5 separate regions of the Sus scrofa genome follow, and all the other regions are linked to region 1. Evidence: chromatin contacts called from public Hi-C and HiChIP or PLAC-seq data. All regions are on one chromosome and are shown on one strand. Each heading gives the region's core, a stretch centred on a gene start, on an enhancer-like site or on the middle of the called end of the contact. The rest is flanking DNA. Distances are from core to core; before and after follow the strand shown. Region 1 holds the start of ZSCAN2 (zinc finger and SCAN domain-containing protein 2). Region 2 holds the start of RPS17 (ribosomal protein S17). Region 3 holds the start of UNC45A (unc-45 myosin chaperone A). Region 4 holds the start of MAN2A2 (alpha-mannosidase 2x). Region 5 holds the start of FES (tyrosine-protein kinase Fes/Fps).

What was found. A called contact is a pair of places that touch in the nucleus more often than the background predicts. HiChIP or PLAC-seq counts read pairs in DNA pulled down with a chosen protein or histone mark.
Region 2: a contact with region 1 is called in a Hi-C map of liver, with 6 times the contacts expected there. The contact joins the promoter of RPS17 here to the promoter of ZSCAN2 in region 1. A contact is called at or near these places in 5 of 47 Hi-C or Micro-C datasets (embryonic fibroblasts, heart right ventricle, liver and 2 more) and 1 of 2 datasets of contacts at active chromatin or transcription factors (skeletal muscle).
Region 3: a Hi-C map of liver shows a contact between it and region 1, with 4 times the contacts expected there. The contact joins the promoter of UNC45A here to the promoter of ZSCAN2 in region 1. A contact is called at or near these places in 1 of 5 promoter capture datasets (liver), 6 of 47 Hi-C or Micro-C datasets (embryonic fibroblasts, fetal skeletal muscle, heart right ventricle and 3 more) and 1 of 2 datasets of contacts at active chromatin or transcription factors (alveolar macrophages).
Region 4: a contact with region 1 is called in an H3K27ac HiChIP or PLAC-seq map of alveolar macrophages. The contact joins the promoter of MAN2A2 here to the promoter of ZSCAN2 in region 1. A contact is called at or near these places in 5 of 47 Hi-C or Micro-C datasets (embryonic fibroblasts, mesenteric adipose tissue, retroperitoneal adipose tissue and 1 more) and 1 of 2 datasets of contacts at active chromatin or transcription factors (alveolar macrophages).
Region 5: a Hi-C map of skeletal muscle shows a contact between it and region 1, with 10 times the contacts expected there. The contact joins the promoter of FES here to the promoter of ZSCAN2 in region 1. A contact is called at or near these places in 1 of 5 promoter capture datasets (fetal skeletal muscle), 15 of 47 Hi-C or Micro-C datasets (alveolar macrophages, embryonic fibroblasts, fetal heart ventricle and 10 more) and 1 of 2 datasets of contacts at active chromatin or transcription factors (alveolar macrophages).

The regions. Positions count from the first base shown.
Region 1 is chr7:52,955,580-52,961,513 of Sscrofa11.1, reverse strand. It overlaps ZSCAN2 (zinc finger and SCAN domain-containing protein 2), which reads left to right and starts at 3,507. Exons shown (of 9, transcript XR_002345788.1): 1 at 3,507-3,661; 2 at 5,672-5,934.
Region 2 is chr7:52,383,200-52,389,133 of Sscrofa11.1, reverse strand. It overlaps RPS17 (ribosomal protein S17), which reads right to left and starts at 2,792. Exons shown (of 4, transcript NM_001001634.1): 1 at 2,640-2,792; 2 at 1,974-2,079; 3 at 1,453-1,518; 4 at 131-258. The coding sequence starts at 2,792. The coding sequence ends at 178.
Region 3 is chr7:53,527,934-53,533,867 of Sscrofa11.1, reverse strand. It overlaps UNC45A (unc-45 myosin chaperone A), which reads right to left and starts at 2,821. Exons shown (of 20, transcript NM_001185069.1): 1 at 2,771-2,821; 2 at 2,433-2,594; 3 at 2,163-2,199; 4 at 1,688-1,863. The coding sequence starts at 2,821.
Region 4 is chr7:53,495,959-53,501,892 of Sscrofa11.1, reverse strand. It overlaps MAN2A2 (alpha-mannosidase 2x), which reads right to left and starts at 2,976. Exons shown (of 24, transcript XM_001929378.5): 1 at 2,746-2,976; 2 at 2,013-2,478; 3 at 991-1,140; 4 at 1-176. The coding sequence starts at 2,045.
Region 5 is chr7:53,469,882-53,475,815 of Sscrofa11.1, reverse strand. FES (tyrosine-protein kinase Fes/Fps) reads right to left here and starts at 2,869. Exons shown (of 19, transcript XM_001929355.4): 1 at 2,075-2,869; 2 at 1,339-1,560; 3 at 975-1,148. The coding sequence starts at 1,551. It overlaps FURIN (furin), which reads right to left. Exons shown (of 15, transcript XM_021098916.1): 13 at 5,625-5,934; 14 at 5,417-5,527; 15 at 3,025-5,165. The coding sequence ends at 4,564.

The DNA.
Region 1 (5,934 bases), core at 2,258-4,757:
CTGTAACCCACTGAGCGAGACCAAGGATCCAACACTTGTCCTCATGGATACTCGTCAGGTTCTTTAGCAGCTGAGCCATGACGGGTATGCCTACAACACTGTCCCTTTTCCTAATCACACTCAGTGGCCAGGCTCTGGGGTATAATTAGCAAAAATGGGACACACCTTTCGTACAACCGTGTTCTGTCATTGAGGAAGTAGATTGGATTAAGCAATGATGGGGGTCTTGGCGAGGGGGAGTTCCTTCCTGCATCCTCAAGGCCCAAAGGCCCCCCTGCCTCAATGCGGGGGCTCATCTGCTCAGATGCTGTGGGCCCTGACGGTGATGAGGTGACTGGAAAGCAGGATCTGCCCGTCCCCATCTTTATCATCCCCATCACCTTGAGATCAGCTGGGAGCTCCCCAAAGGCCTGAGGCTGAGCATTCCTTGGGGCGTTTCCTTCTTGCTCAGCATCTAAAGACAAGTAGTGACACATGCGGTTTCTGTCCAGTTTTTCCCGGAGGCCTTCAATCTCCAGATTGGAGAACTTACCTTTGTGGGGGTTATTAGTAGGGAAATCTAGGAGCTCTATCCAATCCCCCCTCATCCTGGTGGGTCCAGGGAGCAGGCTTGATAGACTCAACCAAAAGCACTTTCCCTTGTCTTGGAACCTTGAGAAGAAGGCAGACAAACAGAGATGGCTGGAGCATCACCAGGGCTTCTGGGGTGGGCAGACCCGGTTGTTTCTGCTAAGAGATTGCTGCTGTGGTTTTAGGGGGCCTTACTCTTTTTCTTGGTCCTTAACTATTTCCTCTTTTTTTTGGCCACATCCATGGCATATGGAAGTTCCCAGGCCAGGGGTTAAACCCAAGCCATAGTAGCAACCTGAGCCACAGCAGTGACAATACCGCTTCTTAACGATGAACCACCAGGGAACTCTAGTCCTTAACTATTTTCAAGCTTGATGGTTCAGCTCCCATGTACTCTGTAAGCTCCCTGACATTCTTTCAATAAGTTCCTTTTAAATTAACTGGAATAGTCCTTTGACGCTTCGAACCAAGAGTGCTCACTAGTAGATCAGAGCCTCTGTCATCATTTGGAGGAGCAACCCTATTCGCTGAACTGGGCTGTGTCTGGGCTCGCTCACTGTCCCAAGCTGGTCTTAGGGCACTGGCTTGGGTACCAGGACCATTATGCCAGGGATTGGTCTTTTTTTTTTTTTTTTTTTTCTTTTTTCTTTTAGGGCCGAACCTAAGGCATATGGAAGTTCCCAGGCTAGAGGTGGAATTGGAGCTGCAGTTGCCGGCCTACATCACAGCCACAGCAACACCAGATCCAAGCTGCATCTGTGACCTATGCCACAGTTTATGGCAATGCTGGATCCTTAACCCACTGAGCAAGGCTGGGGGTCGAACCTGAAATCTCACAGAGACAATGTCAGGTCCTTAACCCTCTGAACCACAATGGCAACAAGGAATTTGTTTTAAATGTGATTTGCTCTCTATCTCAATAAGGGGGAAGCTGACATTGGCCAGGGCCGACTTCTCAGAGAATAAGGCAGAGGACAGACATGGCCAGTTCCAGGATTCTCCTGTGACAACATAGTGCCAGTTTCTTGTGGTCATGGGTTGGCTTGGGATAGGAGCAGAGGAAAAGGAACTCTTAGGCTGCTGGGAGCTTTCGGCTATATCCGACCCCCTAACCTCCCACCCCAACCAAACAAATATTTTCCCTTTTGTGTAAATTCCATTCCCAGTGCGAATGGAAAAGTGGAAAAACAAATTTTTGTTAATACAGGATCGTGTCCAAGAATTATCATCCTCAATCATTTTGGAGATCTTGTTGTCTAGGAATGCTAGTCATTGGAGAGATCGTGGCTGGGAATTCTGCATCCAGGATCTCAGTGCAGACTTCTCAGGCCAGCCTGGAGGTGGTGCTGTTTGCATGTAGTCACTTTGGGCTAATTAAGATGCTATCCTACCAAGTATGCAGCACTCAACTGCTGAACCTCGCTTTGCATCTTTATACTTAAATTAGTTCAAGAGGTTAGTTAGTGAAAAATTCGTGAAATTCAAATAATCTTCGGAGTAGTGCAAAAAACTTTCTAAGAGTGACAAAAAATTCAGAAGCTATGAAAAGACAAGACTGACAATTTGGAGAGCATAGACATGTAAAAAAACAGCAAAAAGGGAACAGTAAACTGAGAAAAATAATAGCAACTTTTGTGACAAAAAACCATTTTCTTAATATACTAAGAGCGTTTATGAGTATATTCCATTAAAAAAATTGGAAGATAGGAGTTCCCGTCCTGGCGCAGTGGTTAACGAATCCGACTAGGAACAATGAGGTTGTGGGTTCGGTCCCTGCCCTTGCTCAGTGGGTTAACGATCTGGCGTTGCCGTGAGCTGTGGTGTAGGTTGCAGACGCGGCTCGGATCCTGCGTTGCTGTGGCTCTGGCGTAGGCCGGTGGCTACAGCTCCGATTCAACCCCTAGCCTGGGAACCTCCATATGCCGAGGGAGCGGCCCAAAGAAATAGAAAAAAGACAAAAAAAAAAAAAAAAAAAACCCACTAATAATCATGAAACATTTCTCAAACACTCATGAAATGAACATTAAATTTTCATGAACGTGAAATTTAAATGAAAATTAAATGCAGTCACTTGATTGTGGGTGCCCCCAAAAATTGTTCTGTACAAAAACACCAGATTGTTCTATCACAAACCATTACTGTCTTTCTCTTCATTCTTATATTTTCCCCTTGGGTTTCCAGGCAGTTAGTTACTCACCTGTTGTCATATGGTGATGGAGCAGCCATTCTTCAAGAGCGCCAACCGTGGGAACATCACAATAGAGGCTAATCTCCCATTCTCACCTCCCAGTGCTGAGATTAACAATAAGTAACACTGGGATAGGTACTAAAATGGAGACATGGAGCAGGTGTGCCACGGGCGGTGTCTCTGCCTAAGCAGGTTCCACACAAAAGGAGATGAAGAAAGAATCGGAGGTGCGCGGCAGAAGAGGCGAGACAGGGCTTTCCTCCAGACGCAGGAACAAAGGGGTGTGCAACAGCCAGGTGCGAGAGTAGATCTGCAAGTTGGGGGAGGGGCGCCGGCCTCACAAGAAGGGGTTTCTCTGGTGAAGATTCCTTTCCAGCTCAAGCACTGCTTTCGGCCGTCGAGGGGCCTTACAATACTACTTGCCACACAGTTCACAGTTCACAGTTCTCTTCCATCCAACTTTCCTTTTTTGCAGACAACTGGAAGACTTAAAGAAGTGAAATGACCTGTCCCGGGTCACAGCTCTGGTCCACACTAGGTTGCCTGACTTGCAGTCAACCGCTTGTCCCGCCACTGGCCCTCCCGCACAGCGCAGGCTATCAAGCCCAAACTCCGTTCCTTGGCGGGGTCGGGCGTCTGCCAGGTGGACTACATCTCCCACAATGCCTTCGGCCCAGTCTCCCTCCCGCCACCCGGCTGGGCCCGGATCCGCCAGTAGAAAAGGAGAGTTTCCAGGGGCCGTTCTCGGTGGCCAATGAGCGCGGTGGGGGGCAGGCCTCTCCCGTCCATTGTTCTCGGTGCCCCTCGGGCTTGAGCCGCCGCAACTCCGGAGGGGCCGGGCAGTGCCCGGGGGCGCTTTTGCGCGCGGAGGGACTGCAGGAGCAGGATCTGGTCTCTGGAGAGGTGAGCCCGGAGAGACAGGGCTGGAGCCACGCGGCCGAGGAAGTAGCCCGAGGCGAGGGAATAACGGGCCTGGAGCCAGTGCGGGCAGCCCTGCTGGGGGAGGGGCGTTGGGGGCGCTGTCCGCGTCCCGCGCGCCCAGCTGTCCCGGTTTAGGCGCGGGGTCCGCTGAGAGACCGACGAGATGTGGACTCTTCTCCCTATCAGTGAGCTCTTTGAACGTCCAGCCTTGGTCGCAGGGTTTGGAAGGCACATTGGACGCGATCCCGCGCAGCCCCTCATTTTACGGATGGGGAAACTGAGCTTCAGAGGGGGCGTGTCTTGCTCCGGGTCAAGCAGCGAATTAAACTGATTAAAAACGGTTTCCCGGGCTCCCAGATTAAAGAGTGGTGTTATACCTGTGTTTCTTCTCGCCAGTTGGTAAATGCACATTGAGATCTTCGGTGTTTCCACTAGCTTTTCTTTTTCTTTTAAAAAACTTTTTCCTTCCCTATTTTCTTTTCTTGGGGGAGGAGGAGCGTTATCTGAATATTTATGATGTGATGATTTTTAAAAATAACTTTTGCCTTTTAGTCTTTATTTTAAAGAATTTGTAGTTTCACTGCTGTCAACGTTTTGTAGAATTTCTATACATATTTTTTTCCTTGTGTATATATGTTCTTTTCTAAAAGGAATTGGGGTCATACTGTGTCTGGTTTTTCTGCCTTGCCAGGTTTGTTTTTAATCCATTTATTTTATATTATGAGGATTATCTTAAATCATTAATGATTAATAATTCTTGTGGAGCATAATTTTAAAAATATTTTAAAATACATACAGCAGAGTGCACAGATCTTTAATATGTACACGCTTATGCAACCATTGTCAAATCAAGATCTGGAACATTTCTAGCTTCTTTGAAACACCCCTCTCAGTTACCCTCCCAAAGCCCTAAAAGTAGTCATTATTACATCAGCATAGTTTTTTTTTTTTTTTTTTTTTTTTTTTTTTGTCTTTTTGTCGTTGTTGCTATTTCTTGGGCCGCTCCCGTGGCATATGGAGGTTCCCAGGCTAGGGGTTGAATCGGAGCTGTAGCCACCGGCCTATGCCAGAGCCACAGCAACGCTGGATCCGAGCCGCGTCTGCAACCTACACCACAGCTCACTGGCAACGCCGGATCGTTAACCCACTGAGCAAGGGCAGGGATCGAACCCACAACCTCATTGTTCCTAGTCGGATTCGTTAACCACTGCGCCACGACGGGAACTCCAGCATAGTTTTTAATACATTTTACTGTATGCATGTGTCATAATTTATTAACTCTTCTCCTGTTGCTGGATTCTTAAGGTGTCAGGTGTTTTCTTTGGGGTTTGTTTTTAGAAACAATGTTATGGTTGTGCATCCTTCAAACAAATTTCTGTTTGCAAAGATGATTAAAAAAAATAAATTCCTGAAGGGCCAAGGCCGGATCTAAGAGTATGACCATTTTAAAACTTCATGGTTTAAAATATGGTAATAAAAAATAAAATAAAATATGGTAATAAAGCAATTGAGATAATTGCCTTCCTTCCAGTGAGGCTCAAAGTGCCTTGACATTTGAACCATTGCTAATCCTTCAGATGACCCCTTCAGATAAGAAGGCTGGGTGTTATTATCTCAACTTATTAGGTGGTCAGTGAGGTTGTGTGATTGAGTTGTATGTTAGGGCAAGGTCACCCTCTCTGCAGTAAGTCTGAACTGACTTAGGGCAAGATAAGTCAGTCCTGGGTTCGTGGGAGGACTGTGAATTTCTGATGCTCATGCTTTCATCTTTGGGAAAGAAAAATACTGTATTTTTTGTGCTTGTGATTCTTCTTAACTTCCTGTGTTATAGAGGTATTCTCAGGAATAAGCCATTTTTCCTTTTAGAAGGTCAGGAAACTTCTATTGACTTGCGGATGTATGAATCACTTGGTGACCTGTTCTGGGCCGCTATGAGTTAGATTGCTTTAGGACAGATTGCGTATTGATTCTAGTTCTCTTTCTCATTCTTAGCCAGACACCTTATTGAAATTTGAGGAGGGATCTATCTTCTCAGAGAGCTGGGCTGGAGAAGACTGAAGGTCAAGGTTAGAAGCCTGAGTGATTCCCCAGAGAACGTGGATGATGGCCTCAGAGGTACCGAGAGTAACCAATCCTCTGAGCCCCTTAGTCCAGGTGCCTCAAGAGGAAGACGAGCAGGAAGAGGAGGTTGCTACCATGATCCTGGAGGATGACTCCTGGGTGCAGGAAGCTGTGCTGCAGGAGGACGGCCCTGA
Region 2 (5,934 bases), core at 1,543-4,042, 570 kb after region 1:
AGGCACTGCCCGGGGGCCACTTACAAGTGCTCACACTGCAGACCACTCTTCTTTAGAACACTTTTCCCTTGAGAAAGAATTCCTGCCCTTAGTTCCACTGGCACCCAACCCCACAGATGACACAGGCAAGGTTGTTGACTGAGGTTTATTCAAAATATTACAGCATAGCAGAAAGACTCAAACGGCTCCACGTGGTGTTTTGAAATTCATCCCAACTGTAGGCTGAGTGACTTGCAGGTTGGACAGACTGCCAAAGTCCTGGAATAACAAAAAAAAATGGACTTAGTATGGCTATACCATGAGATCTGTGGTCAGAGTCCCAGTACTACCATTAGGCCATGGTTTTGTCAGCCTCCAATGGCTTGGGGCAGATTGGTGGGACCCTGCAGAAAACCAGAGAGCTTTCTCTTCTCCACCACCCCAGAGCAATAAACTCCTAAGGTGGTCTATCTGAGATCTGAAGGACACTATACTCCAACAGCCATTAGGGAGCTGTCATGTGCATTTTAAGACATTTAACAGCATCCCTGGCCTCCATCCACTCATGTCTGCTGGTATCTCCCAGCTGTAACAACCAATAACGTGTCCAGATGTTAACAAATGTCCCCTGGGAGTGAGGAAAGCAAAACCTGGCCCTTTGAGAATCACTGGTCTAAGGCATGAAGTGCCACTTCATTTCCAGGAGCAGCCTCAGGAAGGACAAGGTCAGGGCCTGCCTTTAAGCTGGCTCAATCTCAGTGACTGGGGCAAAGCATCCAATAGCCCACCACATACCTGGAACTTAATTTCCCATTTTATCCTCAAAAACCAGTGATCATAAAAAGGAAAAATGAAGTTGCTCTAATTCACAAACTGCCTCCTGGACTTTGAAGCTCATTTTCCTCAAACTGCCTCAGCACTAAGATAAGCCACTGAAAAGACACACATCAAAACTGTATTGAAGACAGCTGAACCACTCAAGAAATGCCCCATCAGCAACTGGGAATGAGACCACAGGTGACTGGAATGGGTCAGCATACAGACACAGAGGAAAGCAGGCAGAGAAAAGAACCAGGGCTGGAACCAAGGGGAGGCAAATGTGAGAAGCCAGCCAGGAAAGAAGGAGTGCCCTGAGAAGAAGAGCCACTGGATTTGGGAGTTATCTTCATGAGAAAAGCAAACTGAACCTACAGTAACAAGCTAAACCCATTTTGGAGGCAGTCTAGTTTAGTGGTTAGCAGTATGGATGAAATTCTCATTCCTGCCACCTACTAATTTTGCAATTACCATCTTATAAAATGTAATTAACAGGACATGCCTATAGGATATTGTGAGAAAAAGGAAAACAACGCACAAAGAATGTTGAGAATACTTGATGTATTTTATGGATTCAGTAAGTGTTACCTATCACAGAGAGAATGCTACTGATGGTGACCAGGGGCGCCCTACTTCAGGAATTCAGCAAACACTTACCAAGAGTTTCAGCATCTCCTTAGTGTCAGGATCTACTTCAATGATCTCCTGATCCAGGGCTGAGACCTAGAAGGAACAAGGCAGGCCCCAAATAGCAATGAGTTATCTCTCACTTTCCGTGCCTTTTCTCCAAGATTCTTAAATGAGGAAAAAAAAGGGTGGTGGGGTGAGGGGGGAAGACAGGGGACATAAGAGGACAGAACGGGATCTCACAAGTTCGCTATGTAGAAAACCTTAAGACTGGGTTTATACTTCAGAAATACCATGCTAGAGCAAATAAACCAGATGACATGGTAAGTCACCAAAGCAGCATCGTTACAGGCCCTCATGTGTAAAAGAGAATGAACTCACATGGGCCCAACAGGGAAGAACAAAAACTAACACACAGGCAGGTAGATCAGGGGCAAGTTCAGACTCAGCTAAGGTCTCCTTGAAAACCTTGTATCTCAAATGGTTCTCAGGAACACTGTTTTATCTTCTAAGATGAACCAGAGGCCCAGAGAAAGATCTACAAAGTTTACCTCGGGCACGTAGTTGTCTCTCCTCTCTCTCTCCTCCTCCTGCAGCTTAATGGAGATACCCCTCACTGGTCCTCTCTGAATCCGCTTCATCAGATGTGTGACATAGCTACAAAGCACAAATGTCCAGGAACACTGAGAAGGCACGCTGGCTCCCACTGGTACAGGGAACCTCTGGAGGAGTTTTAGTTCTTTCCACAGTGAGAAGGGAGAGGATTTACCATTTTAGGAGCCCTGATTCTGAATCTCCTGCACACACCCAACCCCTACACGCAGCTCCGCTTACACAGGCACGCCGGTCCCTTCGGGGTCCTATATCCTCTATGCAAATTCACTCTCCCAAGTTACTAAAACCTCCCAACAAACTTTCCTGCTCTCTCCCAGGAATCATTTTCTTTCCTCCGAGTTACAATCTACACAACTGAGCATTTAATCTCGTTGTCCTTTACTGTAAATGTCAACCTTCCAGGGATCGACCGTGGCCAACCTCGTCAAGTGCCGTCGCCCGTCAAGCCGCCAAACACAAAGCGAACACAAGACAACCGCTGCAAGAAACCCGGCAAATGCACACCCCCAGCGCCCCGCCCGAATCGGAGCCCAAACGGCCCCGCGGGGCCGTGGCTCCGCATCTCCCACCCGGCGCGGGAGCCGAAGGCCGGGCCAACTCACCCTGCGATCTTGTTGCGGAGCTTCTTGCTGGGAATAATGGCAATCTCCTCGCACACGCGCTTGTTGGTGTGGAAGTCGTTGCCCAGGCGCGTGTAGTACTTCTCAATGATGACCCGGGCAGCCTTCTTCACGGTCTTGGTGCGAACGCGCCCCTGCGGGTGGAGAAGACAGGGTCACTCCTGACTCAGGGTGCCCCTCCGGGAGCAGCGCGGGGACAGCCTGACTGGAGCGGGGTTCGCGGCCCGGAGCTAAGCCCGGGAGAGGGCCAGCCAGGTGAGGCTGGAGCGCCGGGTCAACGCGGAAACCAGCGGCCCACGGAGGCTTCGGCCTCACAGGCCCCGGCACACCGCCCTGCGGGCTGGGGGCGGTGGAAAGTGGCGGATGGAGGAGGATTGGAGGGATGGCAGCTTTGAGCCAAAACACCTACCATCTTGGCGGGTTCTCGGTAAAAGAGGAAACAGGAAGCACAAGAGAGGCCTATAAAGCGCAGGCCAGAAAGCCGCTTCCGCCTAGCCTGGGACTTGCTGAGCCGCCTCCAGGGAACCACAGCGACCCCTGGCAGAGCGGGGCGGAAGTGTGGCCGGAGCCGCCGTCCAGTAGGCGGAGCGAGTGCTTGAGCCTCCCCCTGATGGGTGGAGCTTACCTTCCACCTCCAGCCACGTCTAAGGCTGTCTTGGGCAGGCTTCTCAAGCCCGATTCTTGTGATTAGATCGCCGGAGTGCTCTACACTAGGAGTTGAACATCTCTTCTTCACAGGCCGAGGAGAAGGAGGAAGGCTTAAGAGCTCTAGCTAAGGCAGGAGCGAGGAAAAGTGAGGGGATGCGGATGGCGCCCGGGATAGGGCCGCCTCCCAGTGCTTGGGTCAGAGACTTGTCTAACCTTGCGTAGGTTAGACACAGGTGCAACTGGGAGAGAATTGTCTCACTTCTTCCCAGTCGTTTGCTCAGGTGTCACTATACCAAAGGGGCTTTCCCTACAGTTTATATAAAGTAGTACCGTTACCCTTTTAGTTTTTTAGCATCACTATCTTTTTTTTTTTTTTTTTTTTAACGGAGCGCAGCAGTAGTTCTCCTTGTGGTGCAATGAGATCAGCGGTGTCTCTGCAGCCACTGGGACTCAGGTTCCAGCACAGCACAGTGGGTTAAGGATTTGGTGTTGCCACCCTCAGATCTGATCCCTGGCCAAAGAACTCCACAAGCCTCAGGGAGGCCAAAAATGAAAAAAAAAGGGGGGGGTGTTCCTGGGTCAGGGATTGAATGAGAGCTGGAGCTGCGACCTACACTGCAGCTGTGGCAATGCCAGCTCCTTTAACCCACTATGCCAGGCTGGTAATTGAACCTGCACCCCCAAAAGGCACCCAAGCTGCTGCAGTTGGATTCTTAACCTATTGTGCCACAGTGGGAATTCCTAGCATTGCTATCCTTTTAAAGTTGCTTTGGTATTTCTTAGCACATGTCACAGTGACTTGTCTGTTTTCCCAGCCAAGAGTGAGTTCTGTACCCGTAAGAGCTGTTTTGCCCTTGAACAGTGCCCAGCAAAAAGTAAATTTCTCAAATATTTAAGTGAAGGGCCCAGTTCACCTGCAGTTCTCCCAACTAAAACAGCTCCTCCAACCACCACTGTTCTTCAGGCTGTTCCTGCCATACTCATCCACAAACCAGGCCTTCTGAAGCCAGCAGCACAGGAGACCTCTGATGGCCTCATTAGCCTAGAGAGTACCCTATTCCTTCTCTGCAACTCTGCTCAAGTGGGTTCTAGGCCCCCACCCAACTTAAGAGGTGGCTGCCCAAGTTGGATGAGTTAGTGGGCACTGGCTGTCATCCCTCAACTCATCTCCTGGTCACCTTGGGCAGTCCAATCAGACTCTTTAAACTGAATGGGAATGGAAGGCTGAGGGACATCAAGCCCTTGCCCTGAAAGTAGCACCTTGACAAAGGGGAGAGGAGATGGCTCTCAGAAAAAAATACCAAAAGGGAAGGTCAGACTCTTCCAAAACCATTATAGGAACTGAGTTTCCAAGACCACTGTAGGAATTGAATTTACAGGCAAACTTCAAATTAAGCTGATGCCGGCCAGGTCTCAAATGAAAGATGAGGCCACTGATTCTTGGCTGAGGGACTCCTCACCAGCTACAATAGTGGGTTCTTGCACCTCTCACCCAACAGATGCTTCAGTATGCAGGTCTCCTTCCACCTCAGATTAAAATGGAAACTTTCAAAGGATCACTCCAATATCAGGCCCAGGCACACACAACCTACCTGAAAAAATCATCAGTAGACCCTTTCACAAATCCTGGGAGCCTGTGAGAAAGAGTCTAGATGATAGAGCTCTCTGCAGAAGAGCAAAAATTTACTCCATCTCAGGAAGGATCTGGGTCTGCACAGGTAGCCTGTCAAGAAGAATGAGCTCTGAGGCTTACAGAAGCTGAGAACCATCGGTTCGTGCTGACCACTGAGGAGCTATGCCTCCAGTTTCTCCAAGCTGGGTCTGGGATTATGGGAAGAGGAGCCCCAAGAAGTTTAATTGTGAGGGCTTTCAACACACTTGGACTAGAAGTACCCACTTACCAGAGAGATGCCTCCCAGATGCATTTGGCCATGGAAACGTTCTTGCCTGTAAGAACGACTTACAGGGGCAAGACTTCCACACTGCCCCACCACCACAGAAAATCCAAGGAAACATAAGTTTTTACTTTGGAACCTAATTACCCCTCTGCCCCCCTGTTCCCACACTGCAGACACAGAGACAGAACCAGAACTCTGCTGCAACGTGTTTATTATGTGCCAAAAAAACTACACCACAGCTTACTCCACACATCTGTAGGAGAGTGCAGTCTTGCCTGCATATACTACAATGAGGTAGAGACTTCACACACAGCTTCACAAAACCCACAGAGTAGCTGGGATATGCAACGATGCAACTCAGCAGGAGGGAGGAGGGAGGTTATGACACTGGTTCTTTGGCACACAGCTTCCCAAAGAGGGGCAAGTCTTTTTTTTGTTTTTTGTTTTTGTTTTTTTTTTTAAAGAAAAAGTCAAGTTTTCAAATTCCAGTAGCATTTTAGTCAACTGCAACTGTGGGTTCATACATTTCTCAAATGAAAGAAATAAGGGAAGGGTACTTGTCCCCTCTGAGAAAGGGCTCCTGTGAGCCTTCATCTGCCCCCACCAAAAAGCAGCCCTTTTTAGCTCAGTTTACAAAAGAAAAAAAGTCCTGTGACTTTGTGATTAAAAACTTCTATCAACCCTCCCCCCCCACATAAGTGCAACTTAAGAAGGTGCAATATACAGCAGCC
Region 3 (5,934 bases), core at 1,572-4,071, 570 kb before region 1:
TTGCAGGCGAGGCTTGGATCTGGTATTGCTGTGACTGTGGTATAGGCCAGCAGCTACAGCTCTGATTAGACCCCCTAGCCTTGGGAACTTCCATATGCCACAGATGCGACCCTGAAAAAGACCAAAAAAAAAAAAAAAAAAAAAAAAAGATCTGAATGGCCGTGCCTATCCTAGGTCCTCTCCCTCCCCAGTGTCCTGGGCATAGTAGCACATGCCTAGAATGCGTGTCCTCCTCATTTTCCCTCTTGCGTCCCTGGAAACATGTTCTCCTCCTAGGCCCGGGCAATAAGCTTCCTAATCCTTCTCAACACAGGGCTCTAGACAGTCCCTGCTGATCAAACAGAGCTGACACTGAGAGAAAAATAATTGCTTTCCCAGCTCTCAACTTTTTGATAAGGCGTTTGCCGTCATATTACTTGTTTCCACTGTGTAAGCGTTTTAACGCCAAATTATCTGGCTAATTCAAGTTTGATTATTGTTCATGAAGATCTTTAGATTCTTTTCTCCTAAAGCGACTTTTTTTTTTTTTTTTTTGTCTTTTCTAGGGCCGCACCTGCAGCATATGGAGGTTCCCAGGCTAGGGGTCTAATCAGAGCTGTAGCGGCCAGCCTACACCACAGCCACAGCAATTTGGGATGTGAGCCGCATCTACAACCTACACCACAGCTCACGGCAACACCAGATCCTTAACCCACTGAGCAAGGCCAGGGATCGAACCTGCAACCTCATGGTTCCTAGTCGGATTCGTTAACCACTGAGCCACGATAGGAACTCCTAAACTGACTTATAAACGTATGTATCACACAATGTCTCTTCCTTAAAAAAAAAAAAAAAATGAATAGATGAAGCCACGTCTCTTTGGAAAAGCCCTCTCAATTTCGTGTCTTTCCTCAGAAGTCACACTGTTAACATTTTGATGAATGTCTTTTAAAATATTTTTCTTTGTGTTTACATACCCAAGTGTACCTACAGAAAAAAACATATTATTTTGGGTGCACAGACAGGGGAGCATTTTAACATAAACGTTACCATACGATTGTGTTATGGCATGTTTTGCTTTTTCTTCATTTCACATGTTATCAGCTTTCCACATCCACACATGTTGATCTGCCTATTCTCAGTAACTCCAACATAGGAGTCTGCAGTAAGGAGGTCACTCAGTTTATGTAGCAATTCCTCTACTGCCGGGCATTTAAGCAAGTTCCAATTTTTCATTACTACAAGCAAGGCTGAAACAAACACACACCTGCTTGTGTACATGGGCAAGGCTTCTCTAGGATAGACAGCAAGAAGTAAACATCCTGAGTCATAAGGTTGCTTCATTTAACATTTTAGGATATATGCTAAAGGACCCTCCGAAGGAGCTGAACCAATTTACACCCCCTCCAGCAGTCATCAACGAGCCCACCTCCCCATCAACCTTACCATTGAAGTGTCTGTCTCCCTCCTTCTAGCAGGGTGTACAAATTGTCTGCCCAACAGACCACTGAAAAAAACCAGCACCTTGCTGTTATTTTAATTTGCTTCTTCTTAACCACCAGCAAGGTTGAGCATCATTCTATAAGATCCCTCACCATCAGCATCCCCTCTCCAGAGAACTGGGTGTATACCTTTGATCCAGATTCATTTTCCAGTGCCCCCACCACCACCACAGGTCAATGTCTCATTCTCTCAGTTATTCACATACCTTCTCCTGAATCTGGCCTGCGATGTTCCGCAGGGCCTCCTGGAAAACTTTGTTCTTGGGCTCCAGGCTCACACATCTCTGCAGGTCGAGGACTGCCTGGTCAAGACGGCCCAGCTTCTCCAGGGCTTGGCTCCTCCGATAAAGTGCTTTGACATCCCCTCCGTCCTTGTCGATGGCTGAGCACAAACAGGAGCTCTGTCAGCCCCCATGAGGCCACCGTCTCCAGGCAAGAGCAGTAGGGAAAGATCTCGAGGACCAGAGAAAGGTGGGGGAATGGATGTGGGGCTCAGAACTTCAGCCTCAGAAAAGGTGAGGGTAGCTGCAGAAAAGGAAATGCCCAGGGAAGTGGGAAAGAAAGAAGGCAGATATGTTGCAGGGATGAAAGGAGTTAGAGAAAGTGATGGTGCAGTAGTCCCAGAATCTTTGCCCACCACAGAAGCCCCAGAGCTCCCCACAAGGGCCCACATTCCCCTACCTTTGGAGGCCTCAGATTCTGCTTTGTCATAATCCTCCTGCAAAAGAAAAAACACAGGCCGGAGAGGCTGGTCATCTCCTTTTTGGGGCACGAGTAGAAAACAGAGTTGTTCCCTTGACTCACCAGATCCCCCACCTCCTAGAGGCCCAAAAGACATGTAACAAGTGTGGGTGGCCTGGGAAGGTAAATGCCTAGTCGGGGCCCGAGCCTTGGCCTGGTGGACAAACCGGGGCCCAGGCAGGCCAAGGGAAGAGCAAACGGCTCCCTCACCAGCTTGAGGTGGCAGGCGGCCCGGTTCCGGTGCAGAACCGCTTGGTCCTGGGGCGTTGCGCCCAGATCCAGGGCCTGGGTATAGGCCGTCAAGGCGCCTTCGTAGTCCCCGCATTTGAAGAGCTCGTTGCCATCTTTCCGCAGCTGCTCCACTGAGTTGGCCTGTGGAAAGGGGTGGAAACGTCGCAGGGGGGCTCAGGGTGAGCCGGGGAACTGGGGGAGAGGAGCCTGGGGGTCTGGGGAGAGTGCCATGGAGGGCCAAGGTTGAGGGAGGAGGAGGCCCGGGATTAGTCAGAGTAGGCGAGAAGTGGTGATGGCGCAGGTGGATGGGCATGCACCCCGGGGTCGGCGGACTGGGGATCGGGGGTCCCAGGACCACTCACAGTCATCGCGGAGCAGAGGTCCCGGGCACACGCACGCGCAATCTCTGGGGCGGGGTGGGTCTAGGCTTGGGAATCCGCCGCCGGCTGCCCCGCCCCCGTCTTGCGTCAGCGGCAGGCGGCAGGGAAGGGGCGGGGCCAAGGCGAGTACGCTCCGGCGGGGGCGGGGCGCTCGGCCTGCGTCCGCAGGCGCAGAGGAAACCCGGGAGCGCTTAGTCTGTGCCTGCCGAGACCTGCAGGGGGCGCGCGGCGGAGGACACAGAGGGACGCTCTTGGCTGCCCCGGCCCGGGTCTCGGCCCTGGTCCGGGACCTGGCCTCGCCTTTGGCCCCGGCCCCGACCGCGGCAGAAGTGTACAAAGTCTGCGGTCATCAGGGCCAGGAGCAGCAGACTGTAAAGGCCCAGCGCTAGGAGCGGACCCGGACCCCTGTGGGAGAGCAGAGTATCAGGATGCTGTCCCCAGCCGTTCTCTCGCTGCTGCAGCCTGTGGGTTCCAGAGCCCTGAGATTCTGGAGAAAGCTCAGGACCCTCAACCCAGAAAAAATGTAGAATTTGTCAATCAAATTCAGGGAGCTCACAGGTACCCTGAAGTCATCCATGGACAGTGTTCAGGATTGAAACCCCTGACTGTAGTGGGTGAAATCCACAGGCCACAAGATCCTTTCAATAGTGACACGTGTCCCACCCCACCACCCCACCCCGCCCCATCTCACCCCACCTATTACCTGCTTTCGTAACTCCCTGTTACCTGCTTTCATACCTCCCTGAATTTTCCTTCACAGAATTGCTTGTAATCACATATTTATGTGATTTATATTTGAGGTCTGTCTGTCCACTAGTCATTAAGCTACAAGCCTCCCACTCCAGAGATTAGGACCCAATCCCCCAGGTACTGGAACACCCTATCAGTGTTCCAGTGGATCTGGGGATGGAGTTCTTACCTGAGGATGGGAGGAGGTTCTAGGGCGGACAGATTGACCTGGTACAAGGCCTCAAATTCAGCCCGGGTGCAGCAGGAGCCGCCTGCAGCCAGCAGGTGGCAGCAGTAGGCTTCCTCTGGGGTATCCGTGAGCCGGGGACAGAAGAAACCCGAGTAGCGACGGCCATCAGCATCCCAGGAGGTCTGGCACAAGTGGGGGTAGTGGACCAAGGCTGAAGAGAGGGCAAGAGGGCTGGAGACAAGCAGCAATGATCTACCTACACCCCACTCCACCTCTTTCGGCGAGTGAAAGGGATCAGTCACTATCAGATGGGCAGGCTTCTTCCCTCCCAACCAGCTGCCCAGAGTAGCCCGTACCCTGCTAAAAGAGTGGGGTAACCAGCAGGGTGGTGAGCAGAGAGTACAGTACCTGAGAGAGAGGTCGGCTGGGCAAGCGTTGTCCAGCTGAAGAGCAGCAGTAGCCCCGTCGACAGGCCTGTCAGCAAAGAGCCTGGCCTCTTCTGAAAGCCCATGAGAGGTCACCTCCACCTTAGCCCTGGTCCTAGAAACCCCAACATCTCTATTTCTAAGCCCTGGCTTCAGACAGAGAGGAAATAAAAATCAAAGCCCCAAAGCACCATTAACACAAACCTGAAGCTTCTCTGTCACAGAACTCTAGAGAGAGATGAAAGTGACTTTCTATCTTCTGTTGGAAAATGCAGGGACTGTGGCTCCAAGCTGACAGGCTGAAGGGGAAAAGGCTCAGAATGAAGAATGAAAGAGAAGTTGAGCCGTTAGCCTGAAAAATAGACAAACAATTAGAACCATATATGTTTTCTCTCCACTCTCTCTCAATTTTCAGGCGGCAGTGGACGCCCTGAGAATTGATTGTTCCATTTCACGCCCCAGAGACCTTAGTTCCAGCATTGGGAGCCTCCCTCCCTAATATCTGCATCGTGGCAACCACCAAGACTAGCTGAAAACCAAGGGCGAGTGCTTTCACTAACTTTTCCCCTGAGCCCTCATCTGCCCCAGCTACCAGCCAAAGTACAAAAGCTTCCAGTATGACTGGAGGGAGTATACTTAGCAACCAGCCAACCCCATATCACAAGGAATGCTCTTCCAATGTCCCTAGGTCTGTCTTGGCCCTCATACATCATAGATGCTGTCTGCTGAGACATGGGATTTCTCCAGAAGGCCAAAGGCTCCCAGCAAACAGTGTTGTGTTGTTCTACTGAGGCCTGACAATGCCATGCTCCCAGAACAGCAGAAGCAACACTCCAGGGGCCTGGCCCAGTGGCTGGGGACTGAAATAGGAACCCTTATGGCACAAGAAACAAATGCAAATTTTTGTTCCCAGCACTTGAGAGCAAAGAAGACAGTTCCTGCAGAAACAGCACTGCTATTTAGACATAGGCCTGGGAGCCTAAGTCTGAAGTAATTAGGGAGGGAGTTCTCCCAGTGTAGGCCCCAATTTCCAGAAGGTCAGGTCCTAAGGCCTTCTGGCCCAAAGGTGAAGTTCCCATGCCCATAGCAACCAGGCCATCCTTGCAGGGAAAACTTTTTTTTTTTTTTTTTTTTGTCTTTTTAGGGCTCCAACCACGGCATATGGAAGTTCCCAAGCTAGGGGTTGAATCAGAGATACAGCTGCTGGCCTAGGCCACAGCCACAGTGACGTGGGATCCAAGCCACTTCTTCCACCTACACCACAGCTCACGGCAATACTGGATCCTTAACCCACTGAGCGAGGCCAGGGATTGAACCCGCATCCTCACAGATACTAGTCGGATTCGTTTCTGCTGAGCCACAACAGGAACTCCCAGGGAAAACAATTTTTAGAGAGCTTTGAGAATTTTCAGAGCCCTGACAGGTTGAAGATTATCTTTTCATGGCGGGAGAGGCCCAGTCCTGGGAGAAGCCGTCCCTGGCCGGGAGGCTAGGTGAATTGGCCTTCCTCCAAATTTTCATTGTCCCCTGCCTTCCTGCCCTGGACACACTTTGAGGCCACAGTCTTATACCTTGTCTGTTTTCCTCCTTCCCTTAGGCTCTGGGCTCCCAGAAGGCCAGGCTATATTATTCTGGCACCCTCAGCAGAGCGCCCTTAAGCAGGGGCTGAGATGCCTCCCACACCCACTTCTCCTTGCCCAGGATGTCAGCCCCAGAAGAACCCTGGCTCAGACTCCGCAATCCTCGGGCCTCCGCGG
Region 4 (5,934 bases), core at 1,727-4,226, 540 kb before region 1:
TCTGGTGGCACCACCCAGGAGCCATTGGCCATAGAGTAGGGCAGCAGGGCAGGTGGGCCCTCCACGTTGGCAGTCAGCTCCAGCACGGAGTCCTTGATGTGACTGATGATCTCATGGTTCTCCTCCAACAGCTGCTCCAGCTGTTCAATGCGGTTCTGCAGCACAGAAATTTGACTCTGCCAAAAAAAAAAAAAAAATCAGAAAGCCACCACCCCAAGCTCTTATGTCACATGGAGGATCTCTGCTTGGGGCCCACCATCTGATGCCTGACTCTGAGCCTTCCCTCCCCCAGTCGAAGGCAGGGCCATGGGCCTACAGCACTGTTGGCTCTGTTCAGATAAGAAGAGGTGAGAAGCACTACTGAGGACTGCCATCTGCTTGGAGTGGGAGTCCCCGCACTCCCTAGCTCATGGGTGGCCAAGATTTCAACTCCCATGTCTATTTTCAACAATCATTGGGAGCAGCACGCTGACAAGGACTGCCCTGGGGCTTAGTAGGAAAGACTGCTGCGAGACATTAGCAACGGCCGCCTAGAATCCAGAACAGAGCGGCAGTATATGTTGCCATTTTTCCTCCCATCTTTCTTTCTTTCTTTCTTTCTTTCCGTGATATAGAGAGGTTCCTAGGCTAGGCGTCAAATAGGAGCTGTGGCCGGCAGCCTATGCCACAGCCAAAGCAACTCGAGATCTGAGCCAGGTCTGTGACCTACACCACAGCTCACGGCAATGCCAGATCCTTAACCCACTGAGCAAGGCCAGGGATCAAACCTGCATCCTCATGGATGCTGGTTGGGTTCATTAACCACTGAGCCACAACGGGAACTCCGTCTTTCTTTTTTGGCCATCACTGCTTTCAGCTTTGAGGTTCCAGAAAATCTGCCTGTTGGGAAGGAATGCTCCTGTCCTGGGCTGACATGACTCTCCAGTGGGGGCAATAACCTGCGCCCAGATGATCTGTACACGCAGGGATTAGAAATCAGGCAGGACTCACCCGGGGGAAGTTGCCACCATTCTGGTGTCGGGTGGGATCATGCTGCACTCGGTCCAGCATGAGGTAGAGTGAGAAGACCGCCACACAGAAGATCGCAGCCCCACACACTGTCACCTGCTTTTTCAGCTTCATACTGGCCTCCACACAAACCTGGCCAGAGGGACACCAGAGGGAGCTCCGGCAGGCAAAATGCCCCTAGTGCTCTTCCCACCAAAATGCCCCACTGAGTTCCTCCAAAGGGCTGCTCCCAAGGAACACCTATTTTGTCTGACTCCAGAGAAAATGAAGCTTCTAAGCACCAAATCCCAGCAATGGCTATGGAGCCTGACCCAACCTGGACTGTCTTCTCTTGGCTGAGACAAAGAAAGTACTAGCAAGAGGCACATCTGAGACTGGTCCTGCCTAGTCCTGGAGGCACTCTGTCCCTAGGGTGAAGATGATGCTCTCTCCCAGGTGGATGCTATTAAAAAAAAAAAACAAACAAAAAAAAAACACGACCAGATAACAAACTTCCCAGCTGTGGCTGTTGAGTTAGCCATACAATGTCCTGATTATCACCAGCTGCCCACAGGGCTTGCCTACAAGAAAGACACAATCACTTAAAGGAGGAGGGTGTCCAGGCTCCCTGCCCATATGCTTCTATTTTCAAAGGAATACACTGGTATCTGTTTTGATTTAAAGGATACAGCCAGGAGTTCCCGTTGTGGCTCAGCATTAACAAACCCGACTAGTATCCATGAGGATGCGGATTCAATCTGGGGCCTCATTCAGTGGGTTAAGGATCCAGCACTGCTGTGAGCTGTGGTGTAGGCTGACAACACAGCTCCAACTGGACCCTAGCCTGGGAACTTCCCTATGTCACAGGTGGGCCCTCCTCCAAAAAAAAAAAAAAAAAAAGAAGAAGAAGAAAAAAAGAAAAATAGGGAAAAAAGAGGATTTAAAAAAAAAAGATACAGCCAAAGCCCCCGGAGACTAACAAGAAAGTTCTTCTCCCTACCCTCTTGAATCGGACTGGTACTCACCAGAAACAGTGCCTGGCACAGCTCCTCTCTCATTCAGAAACATGGAATGAATTTAAAAAGAAGCCACAGCTGACGTTTCTAACACGAAGAGCCCTACGGCTTCTGCCTGATAGTTCTAATTCCTTCAGTGGGTAACTTTCGGCCACTGCTTATAAAGCATTTACAGGACCCCCTGAGAAGCCAGCAGTGATTGATGGGTAGCGAGAAGCTAGGCGCGGCTGCTCGGTGTGGGGCAACTTCAGAGAACCACTGCGGCCCCGCACTTGCCTGCTGGGCTGAGCGAGACCGCTAGCCGCCGAGCGTAGGTGGGAGCCGCTGCTCAGGAGTCTTCCTCCAGCCCCGGGGCCGAAGAGCTCGGTCGCCTCTGCAGCCTTGTGCCCTACTTAGCACGATCTGATTCCGCTCAGGAGCCTCGGGGCAATATTTTTAGCCCTCGGAGGCTGGGTTCAGGCCAAAGTAGGTGGAGCTGGGGAGAGAGAGTTGGATCCCAAGGGGGTCCCGGCACCTGCCGCCGGGTCTCCGGGCGCTCGCCTGCTGGCCGGCCCAGCCCCCTCCCGGCCCTCCTGGGCTGCGGCCCTCCCTGGCTCTGCCGGCTCTGGGACCTCAACGACAACTGCCCGATGCGGGATCTCCGGCCGCCTCTGACCCCGAAGCGCTGCCCGCGCTCCTGCTGCCCAAGCCTGGACACGGCCGGGGCAGCCAGAGCCCTCCCCGCGCCCGCCCAGCGCGTTACCGTCTGCGTCCGCTCTCCGCTCCACTCCAGGCCCCGCCGGCGGAGCTGCGGCCCTCACATCCCGGGGGACAACGGCCCGGGGGAAAGACAGCGATGCAGGCGAAGGCGGGCGTCCGCCCACCCGTCGCTCCCGCTGGGGCCAGGGCCACCGGCGCGCTCCGCTGCGCCCACCCGGCGCGGGTCCCCGGCCTCTCGCGGCCGCCGGGCCGAACGGCATGCGGGGCGGGGACAGGCTCGCCCGCCCCCGCGCCGCCTCGGCCCCGCCTGCTCGCCCAGGCACCGCCGCTGTCTGCGGTGCGCCCCTGCCGAGCCGGGCGAGCTGGGCCCCGGCTACTGCCCTCGCTCGGCTCCCGCTGGCCGGCCGGGCGCTTCCGGTGCGGTCAGGACCGGGGGCCCCCTGGCGCGGGCGGCCGGGCCGCAGTGCGCAGCCGCAGTCGCGACCCCGGTCTTGGCGCGCTGCCTAGCCGCCTGGAGCGGAGCGCAACTTGATGTTTTTTGAATCTTGCTAGAGTAAGCGCCTTGTTATCTACCAGCAGTAGAAACATTCCTCCTTCATTTCACCAGCCAAACGATGGAGCACATTTTCCGGCCCCCTCCCCCCCTCTGGGGTAGGTATCCTTAATTCGATACAGTTACGCTTCTCAGGCAAGGGGGCGCTGCCTTCTCTTGGTACCGTGCGTTCATCACGATCCCTTGCCGTGCTTGCCACCGGTGAATAAGATCTATACTTTCCTTTTTTAATTTAAAAAATTTTTATTTATTATTATTATTATTATTTTAGGGTCGCACCCGCGGCATATGGAGGTTCCCAGGTTAGGAGTCCAATCGGAACTACAGCTGCCAGCCTGTGTCACAGCCACAGCAACGCCAGATCCGAGCAGTATCTGCGACCTACACCACAGCTCTTGGCAATGCCGGATCCTTAACCCACTGAGCAAGGCCAGGGATTGAACCCCAAACCTCATGGTTCCTAGTCGGATTTGTTTCTGCGGCGCCATGCCGGAAACTCCAGATCTATGCTTTTCTTACTTGTTCTTTGACTGGGCATCTGGGTTGTTTATAATCGTGCAGCATAATAAATCACACATAATAAAACATCTCCATGAATTCCACATTTGTCTTCTAAAATGATTGTCTTAGGACAAATTTGCCGCAGTGAGGTTACCTGGGCACAAGATTAGGATTTAGCGCATTCTGTTGCGCCCCAAAAGGACTGTGCCAGTTTCTACCAGCCCTCCACAAACTGTTGAAAATTCCTTAAATGACTTTTTGGTTGATTAACCACACTTAACAAAACCATCTTATTAGTTTGACTCCCATTTTGTTTATCACCATCAGAAACAGCTTTCTAGGTTTATTTGCTAACTAGAATGCCTGTTATTAAGGTGTGAGACCTGGACTGGTTTCATCATCCTCTGTATCCCTGTGTTTTGCCCAATGTTCTGGGAAATTTATCTTCTGATCCTTATACTGAATTTCTCATTTTGGCTATCGTAATCTTATTTTCAAGAGCTCTTATTAGTTTTCTGGTGGGTTTTTTTTTTTTTAATTGCGATACAACTTATATGGCACAAGTCTTAAGTGTATTTACTGCTTGAAGAGTTTTAATAAATGTGTATACAAGTATAACCACCATTCAGATCAAAGCATAGAACCTTTCCATTACTCCCCCAAAATTCCCCTCTATCAAGACGTCAAGCAGTCCCTAAGTGCAACATGGCAGCTAGCAGGACCCCAAGGATCACCATGCAGCTGCTCAGTGTGCCTGCTGCATTTCCATGAGACCTAGCCAGTAAGACAACAAGCCACACTGGAGCCAGACAGATACTACCCAGCTAACAAAAACAAGACCAGGAGTTCCTGTTGTGGTGCAGCAGAAACAAACCCAGCTAGCATTCATGAGGATGTGGGTTCAATCCCTGCCTGGTCTTGCTCAATGGGTTGGGGATCTGGCATTGCCGTGAGTTGTGGTGTAGGTCGCAGACGTGGATGGCTTGGATCCTGAGTTGCTGTGGCTGTGGTGTAGGCCGGCAGCTGTAGCTCCTGTTATTCAACCCTAGCCTGGAAACTTCCATATGCTGAGGGTGCAACCCTAAAGAAGCAAAAAAAAAAAAAAAAAAAAAAGAAAGAAAGAAAGAAAGAAAAGAAGAAGAAAAACCAAACAAACAAACAAAAAAAAACAAGATCAGCGTGGTGTCACCTTTCCCTATTCACAGGACAACAGTGACCCGAGGAAGCATGAGACAGGCCAGATGGTGGTGGGAAATCTCTCGTTGGCTGGGAGCCAAACTCAACTACAATCAGACAATTTTATGGCCTGCAGCTACACTCTAAGTGAGGTGAAGAGGGAGGGAATATGGCAGAAAGGCCTGCACTCAACTGAAACTATGAGGATAAGAAATGGCCTTGTGAGGAGTTCCCATTGTGGCTCAGTGGGTTACGAACCCAACTAGTATCCATAAGGATGCAGGTTTGATCTTTGGCATTGCTCAGGGGATTGAGGATCTGAAGTTGCCATGAGCTGTGGTGTAGGTCACAGACGTGGCTCAGATCTGGTGTGGCTGTGGTGTAGGCTGGCAGCTGCAGCTCTGATTCAGCCCCTAACCTGGAAACTTCCATATGCCGCAGGTGCAGCCCTGAAAAAAAAAGAAAGGAAAAAAGGAAAAGAAACAGCCTTGTGGCATCTCCCACAAAAGAGGGTAGCGCCTCATCAGGCTGCTTATCTCACCCTGTTCCAGGAAGAATCATATTATATTCTGCCAAGACTTAGGCTGGAGAGTTCCCATCATGGTGCAGTGGAAACAAATCCAACTAGGAACCATGAGGTTGTGGGTTCGATCCCTGGCCTCGCTCAGTGGGTTAAGGATCCAGTGTTGCCGTGAGCTGTGCTGTAGGTCACAGACGCGACTGGGATCTGACGTTGCTGTGGCTGTGGTGTAGGCTGAAAGCTGTAGCTCTGATCCGACCCCTAGCCTGGGAACCTCCATATGTCATGGGTGCAGCCCTAAAAAGACAAAAAAAAAAAAAAAAAAAAAAAAAGACTTAGGTTGGACTGTGCTCAAACCTAGCCTACATGGCAAGGTCATCAGGGCACTGTCAGAGCTGTTTCTAGAAAGTTTACTTCCTGCCACCCCAACCTTCCATGTATCCAGCTAAGAATTCTTTTTTTAGGAGCAAAAGTCACCCCAT
Region 5 (5,934 bases), core at 1,620-4,119, 510 kb before region 1:
GGATCCTTAACCCACTGAGCAAGGCCAGGGATCGAACCCACAACCTCATGGTTCTTGGTCGGATTCGTTAACCACTGCGCCACGATGGGAACTCCTCCACTCCTTTTCTCTGAACCTCAGCATCCCCATCTATAACTACGCTAAATACATGGACTACATCAGCCTTTTTCTTAAAGGCCAGATCGTAAGGCTTGTAGTCCATGCATTTTCTGTTGAAATTACTCAGCCTTTCCACTGTAGCTCTTTGGTAGCTATAGATAATGTGAAAACATACGGGCGAGGCTATGTCCCAGTAAAACTGCCTGCAAAAGCAGGCTGACCCCTGGATTAGATCATATAGAAAGAAAAGAGGCAGGGATGAAGACCAGCCACCAGGGGCTGCTGTGGGTCCATGGCAAGGCTGGGGCTTGTGCTGGTACAAGGGGTGTGGTGCCAGCTCTTGCCTGCCACATTGAATAAAGAGGCCAAAGCATCCACAGACATAGCGCTGATCAAACAGTTTCTAGACCCAGGAGCTGAGCAGGGTTCAACAGCAGGAAGGCCCACTTCACAGCCCTGGTCCTTAACCTCAGGTTTGAGGTTAAGCCAGCTGCTTGTAAAGATTCTAGGTCCCTGGGAGGGGCCATCCTGGGCCCAGGGCAGACTGAGTAGCCGTCATGCCTCTGTCTCTCGGACCCCAGGGCCAGCTGGTGCACTGTAAGAGGTAGGTCACAGATCCTGCACTCCTCCCACCACTCCGCCCAGGCACACAGAAGGATGACAGAAAATGCAGGGAGGGGCCCCACTGCCAGTCCAACATGGGGCAGGGGGAGTGAGGGAAGCTGCGGCAGGGCCGGGGCAGGCCCTGGGGCCAGGCCTGTGGTCAGATACTTCCACTTCCCCAGTGAACCCCAGAACTCCTTGCAAAACCAGCCCTTTTAGGCTTAAGATGTAGGCAGAAATGACCAGGTGAAACCCCAGTGCCACCCACCCACCTTGGTGAGCTCCTGCTGCAGGTGCTGCCACTGCTCGCTGTAGGTCTTGCGCAGCTGCTGCCGCTCCCGGATCAGCAGGCTCAGCTTGCTCAGGGGCCCCGAGTTCAAATCTTCAGCGTGCTGCCTCAGCAGTCGGCTCAGGCCCTCTGTCTGGCTGGTGATATCTGCCCAGGACTATAGCACAGGACGGGTGAGGCAGGGAGTCAGGGACAATGGTCCCAAGCCTGGGCCTGCCAAATCTCCAGCCCTCCCCTGTGGGCGCCCGGAAAGGAAGGGACTGGCAGATACATCGGCACCCATAGGAATTCCTTGGTTGGTGAGGGCAGGAAGGGGGTGAGGGGCCCAGGGCATTGTGGAGTCCCACCTGACTGATGGGGCTGTGGAAACCAGTGCTCCGGCTCTGGGCACCACTGTCCTGTAGTGACATGTGGTGCAACAGCCCGGCATACTCCCTGTCGCTCTTGACTCGCTGGGCCATCCACTTTCTCATGCCCTCCAGCAACCGAAGCTCGGCCTCCTGCATCTGCTGCAGGGCCCCATGGCCCTGGGGGCTGCATAGCTCCGAAGAGAAGCCCATAGTGTGGTCCTGGGGACAGAGAGGAGAAGCCACCAGTGGGGGCAGGGCAGGAGCTGGAGACAGACAGAGGTGTGGGACAGAGACCCTAGGGGCTGCCTGACTAAGAGGGGCTGCAGACAGGCGGGTGGTGGGGGTCTGTCCCACTGAAATGCAGCCATAGGTACAAACTTTGGCCTGGCCTGGGAAAGCCCTCATTGCTTCCTGCATCCTAGGCCGAGGACTAGTGCCAGGGGTCCTCTTTCCAGTCCTGGGGCAGAAACCTCCTGGATCTTGCCTCCCTGGGCCCTCCCACCCAGCACCCAGCTGCAGGGGCGCGGCACGATCAGGGCCCTCGGTCCCTCGGCCCCTCGGCCGGGCCAAGCCTGCCCCTTCTGGCGCCCCAGGCAGCCGCAGCCCAAGCCCCTACCCTTCCCCGGCCCCTGCCCAACTGTGTCTGCTCTCTGATCGCCGCCGCTGGCAGGGCTCCTGCCTGCTTCCCACTCCCCCCCACCCACCGACACCCTCCCCTGGGGGCAGGAGTTACCCGCGTGGGCAGCTAGCTGCTCCTAGGGCCGCCGAGGACCAACTCAGACTCAGGCCCCCGCACCACTCCGGCCAGTTCCTGATTCCGCGCTTCCTCCTCCTGCGGTTTCAGTTGGCCCAGGCCCCGGGGCGGGCCGGCGGAGGGGAAGGGGCGGGCAGGAGCCCCTGACGCCTGTCCGCCCCCCCGCTGCCCAGTGCAGGCCGCTCAGCCAGCCACACGGCTCACAAGGCTCGCGGAAACGGAAGGGAGGAGGGGGCTGAGAAAGAATGGGCCAGAAGAGAGCAGCCTGGCCGGGCACTCCCCAGGTCCCGGACAGCGCCCAGGAACTGGGGGAAGCGGCCCGCGGGTGCAGTAATGGGCGCCTGCCCAGGGCGGAGCAGCAGGCTTGCACTGGGTGGGAGAGCCTGCGGGTCCAGAGCCTGGGGGCAGGCGGGCCACCCCAGCAGCAGCCCCAGAAGAGGAAGGGGGAAGCCTGGTGCAGGCCCTCCCCTCCCCACTGGATTCCCCAAGGCGAGCTCAGGCACCAGTCTCCATTTGAATAAAATCTCCAAGTAAATGTCTAGAGGGGAGGCCAGCTTCTCCCACACAGGTCCCCTGGTGGAACAGGCACCGCTCACCTAGCCAGGGCTGGGGCTTCCTGTTTCAAGGGAAACCTGGGGCAGGCAAGGGGTCTGGGCCAGGGAGTGGGACTCAACTTCTCTCCCTGCTGGACTCAAGGCCTGTGCGGGTGGAAATGCTCAGCCAGTCCCACCTCCAGGACTTGTGCCCGGCTGCAGTCCCCTTCTACACCCTGCCCGAAGGAGGCCCTGAAGCCCTCTGGGCGATGGACCGTGGGCAGGAAGGTCACAAGGGCATGTAGGTTGCCCCGATCCCCACCCCCACCCCCACCCCATCCTGGAGGCAGCCCCAGGGCCCAGAGAAGAACAATTATCACCACACTGGAGACCAGGCCTGGTTTGCATAGTCTGCAAGTTTAATCACTTTAAAACCTAACATTATTTCGAGTCCGTTAAATAGAACCAACAATGCTGGGCCTGTTTAAATTACAAGAGAAAAAAAAAAAATCACTGTGCACCAACCCAGTATCTTACAAAACCAGCTGGGCTGGCCACAAGGGTGGGGGTGGAAGAGGAGGGGGCACCCCTGGGCAGGTGGCTGGGTGGGGGGGGTGCTGGGGGAGAGAGAAAAAGGGGCTCCCAAATGGGAGCGGACTGATTGTCCTAATGGGAGGGGTGCAAAAGGCACGTCAGAAGAGGGGGACCTGGGGGGCCGGACAGGTCAGCGCTTCCTCCACCAGGGCACAGTGTTGGAAGGGGCTTGGTGCCACCACCTGCCCACCCCTGGCACTTGGAGAACCAGTGACCCGTGAGCCCTTGGCACGACCAGCCCCATCTGAGATGGACAGCCTGCCCGCCCACCCCAATCCTCCTTTCCTAGGGCCCGTCTGGCCTGGCCTCCTCTTCAGGATTTGGGGCTCAGCTATTCCTCGGCAACAGGCCGTAGCCCCCCACACCTCAGGGCCCGCGCAGCCGGCGGGGGGGAACAGCAGGGTGGACAGTGGGTGTGGGAGAGTGGATGGTCCAGCTGCTACCCCCGTTAAAAATACCAAAAAAAAAAAACAAAAAAAACAAAAACAAGTCAGCATCTAAAGTGAAATAATCACAAAGTGAAAATATAACCTCAAACAGCCCCTGAGATCCCCACAGGGGAAAGCAGCATCGGGTGGGAGGTGGGACAGGCCGGTTGGGCCACCGTCCCTCCCCACCACCCACCCAGGGGCTCTGGGACTGCGAGTGCCAACAGCCCAGGTGGCCCCGGGCTCAGAAAACAGGGACTTGGGCCCTGGCGGGAGGGAAGGGTGCTGGAGAGGGGAGGGTGGTAGGGGCACCAGCGTGGGGCTGGGCCAACCTTGCTTGGCAGGCAGCCAGCGCAGTAGACGGGGGCAAAGGGACAAACGCGCGTGGACCCACGTGCGCGCCCCGGAGGTGCCTGCCTGGCCTTGGTCCCTTCCTTTGCTCACTGCTTCCACCCGAGGCTCACCAGAGGTGGGGGGCGGGGTAGCGGATGCAAAAGCCCTTGGAGAGGTGGCCTCCTCCTTCAAATACCCACTAGGCCAGCCTCCCTGCTGCCTGGATGGGAACCATTATTGCTTTAGAGGGACGGGGAAGGGCCACCCCCCCACCCCCTTCGCTTGGCAGGGAGCTCTGGCTGGGGCCCGGACCCTGGAAAGCTGCCCTAAAGGTTTCACTCTGTTCTCCACTCGGAGGGGCTCTGGGGGTGGGGAGAGGCCCCCTCCCCCTGCCCCCCACACCCTGGCTGGTCCTGGAGTCCCACCTCAGGCAGCCAGGGGGTCCAGGGGGAGGCTGGGAAGCCCTCTCCGCCCCTCTCGCCTCCCAGCTGGGATCCAAGCCCAGTCTCGAGATAAAAAAACACTTTGGTGAAGTAACAAGTGCCCGAGGAGGGGCGGGCTCGGGGAGCGGCAGGCGCTGTCAAAGGGCGCTCTGGTCTTTGATAAAGGCGGTCCTCTCGCCCCGGCCCTCGTCCTCTTCGGAGTCGGATGGACACTCCTCCTGCCAGGCTTCAGGGGGCAGCCCCTTGTAGGAGATGAGGCCACGGTCCATGGTGTACACCTTCACCCCCCGGAAGCTGAAGCCCGAGCGCAGCTGCAGGACCAGGAAGACAGTGACGAAGACCAGCACGATGAGGGCGCAGATGAGGCCGGCCACCACCTCGGGCAGGTGTGAGGGCAGCTGCCCCGCCCGCACCCGAGGTTCTGCCTCCTCCTCCTGTGGGGAGGGCGGGGGCGGCCGGGGCAGCTGCTGCGGTGGGGACTCGCGGCTGCTCTGGCTTTGCCGGGAGCACGTCTGCTCCACGGGGTCCAGGGATGCGTGGCTGGGGCAGGTGAGGCAGTCCGTGGGGGCTGGCCCCTGGCACGTGGCACACGAGGCATGGCAGGGGACACAGACGCTGGCCCGGATGATCTCCACGTCGTTCTCAGTGTTATAGTGTGTGTCGAGGACTTGGGGAGCGAAGCCGGGAGGGCAGTGCTGGACACAGGTCTTCTGGTGCAGGGAGAAGCCCTCCTCGCACACTGCCGGCACCGAGAGAAGGCGGGTGTCGGAAAAGCCGCCCACGGCCATGGCTCTGAGCCCCAGAACCATGGCAGCCTGCGGACCCCCCGCCCCAAAAACAGCCACCACCGTCCCCAGAGGCTCTCAGCCTCAGAGCTGTGGTCATGCCAGGGGCCCCCAGGGTCTCTGCACAGCCTGTTCCTCCTTTAGGACAGGCCCCCTCCGTACCCCAGCCTCAGGTCCCCAGACCCCCACAGCACCCACGACTGACCCACACAGGCCTGGCCGGATGTGAGGGTCTTGCAGCCGATGCTCTCGGGAGGTGTGGGCAGCCCCTCGGGGGCCGTGCCGTACAGCACGAGGGTGAACTTGGTCAGCGTCCCTGTTGATGGGCAGAGGAGGCAGCAGTTGGAAGGTGTGGGAGCCCACCTGGTACCCCAGACCCATCGGCTCCCCTCCTCATTTCCCGGCCCCAATACCATAGTTGTTGGCTTCACTGGTGTTTTCGACCTCCAGGACCCACTCGCCAGAAGGGTCCTCATCCCAGGAGTGGGTCGTCATGAAGGCCCAGTCGTTAAATCCGTCTGCCGAGTAGTCGTGCGGCCTGTGGAGAAAGGGGACACTGAGCCCACGGCACACAGACCACACAACCTCCCCCAGGGCAGCGCCAAGCCCACTGGGCTGGAAATGCCTCTGGTTGTTTCCCAGAAGGACGAATGTTCTCAACAAGAACACCCTGAAAATGTGCAAGGGGGCTACACACAGGAAGGCACACACGTCTCCTCCAGC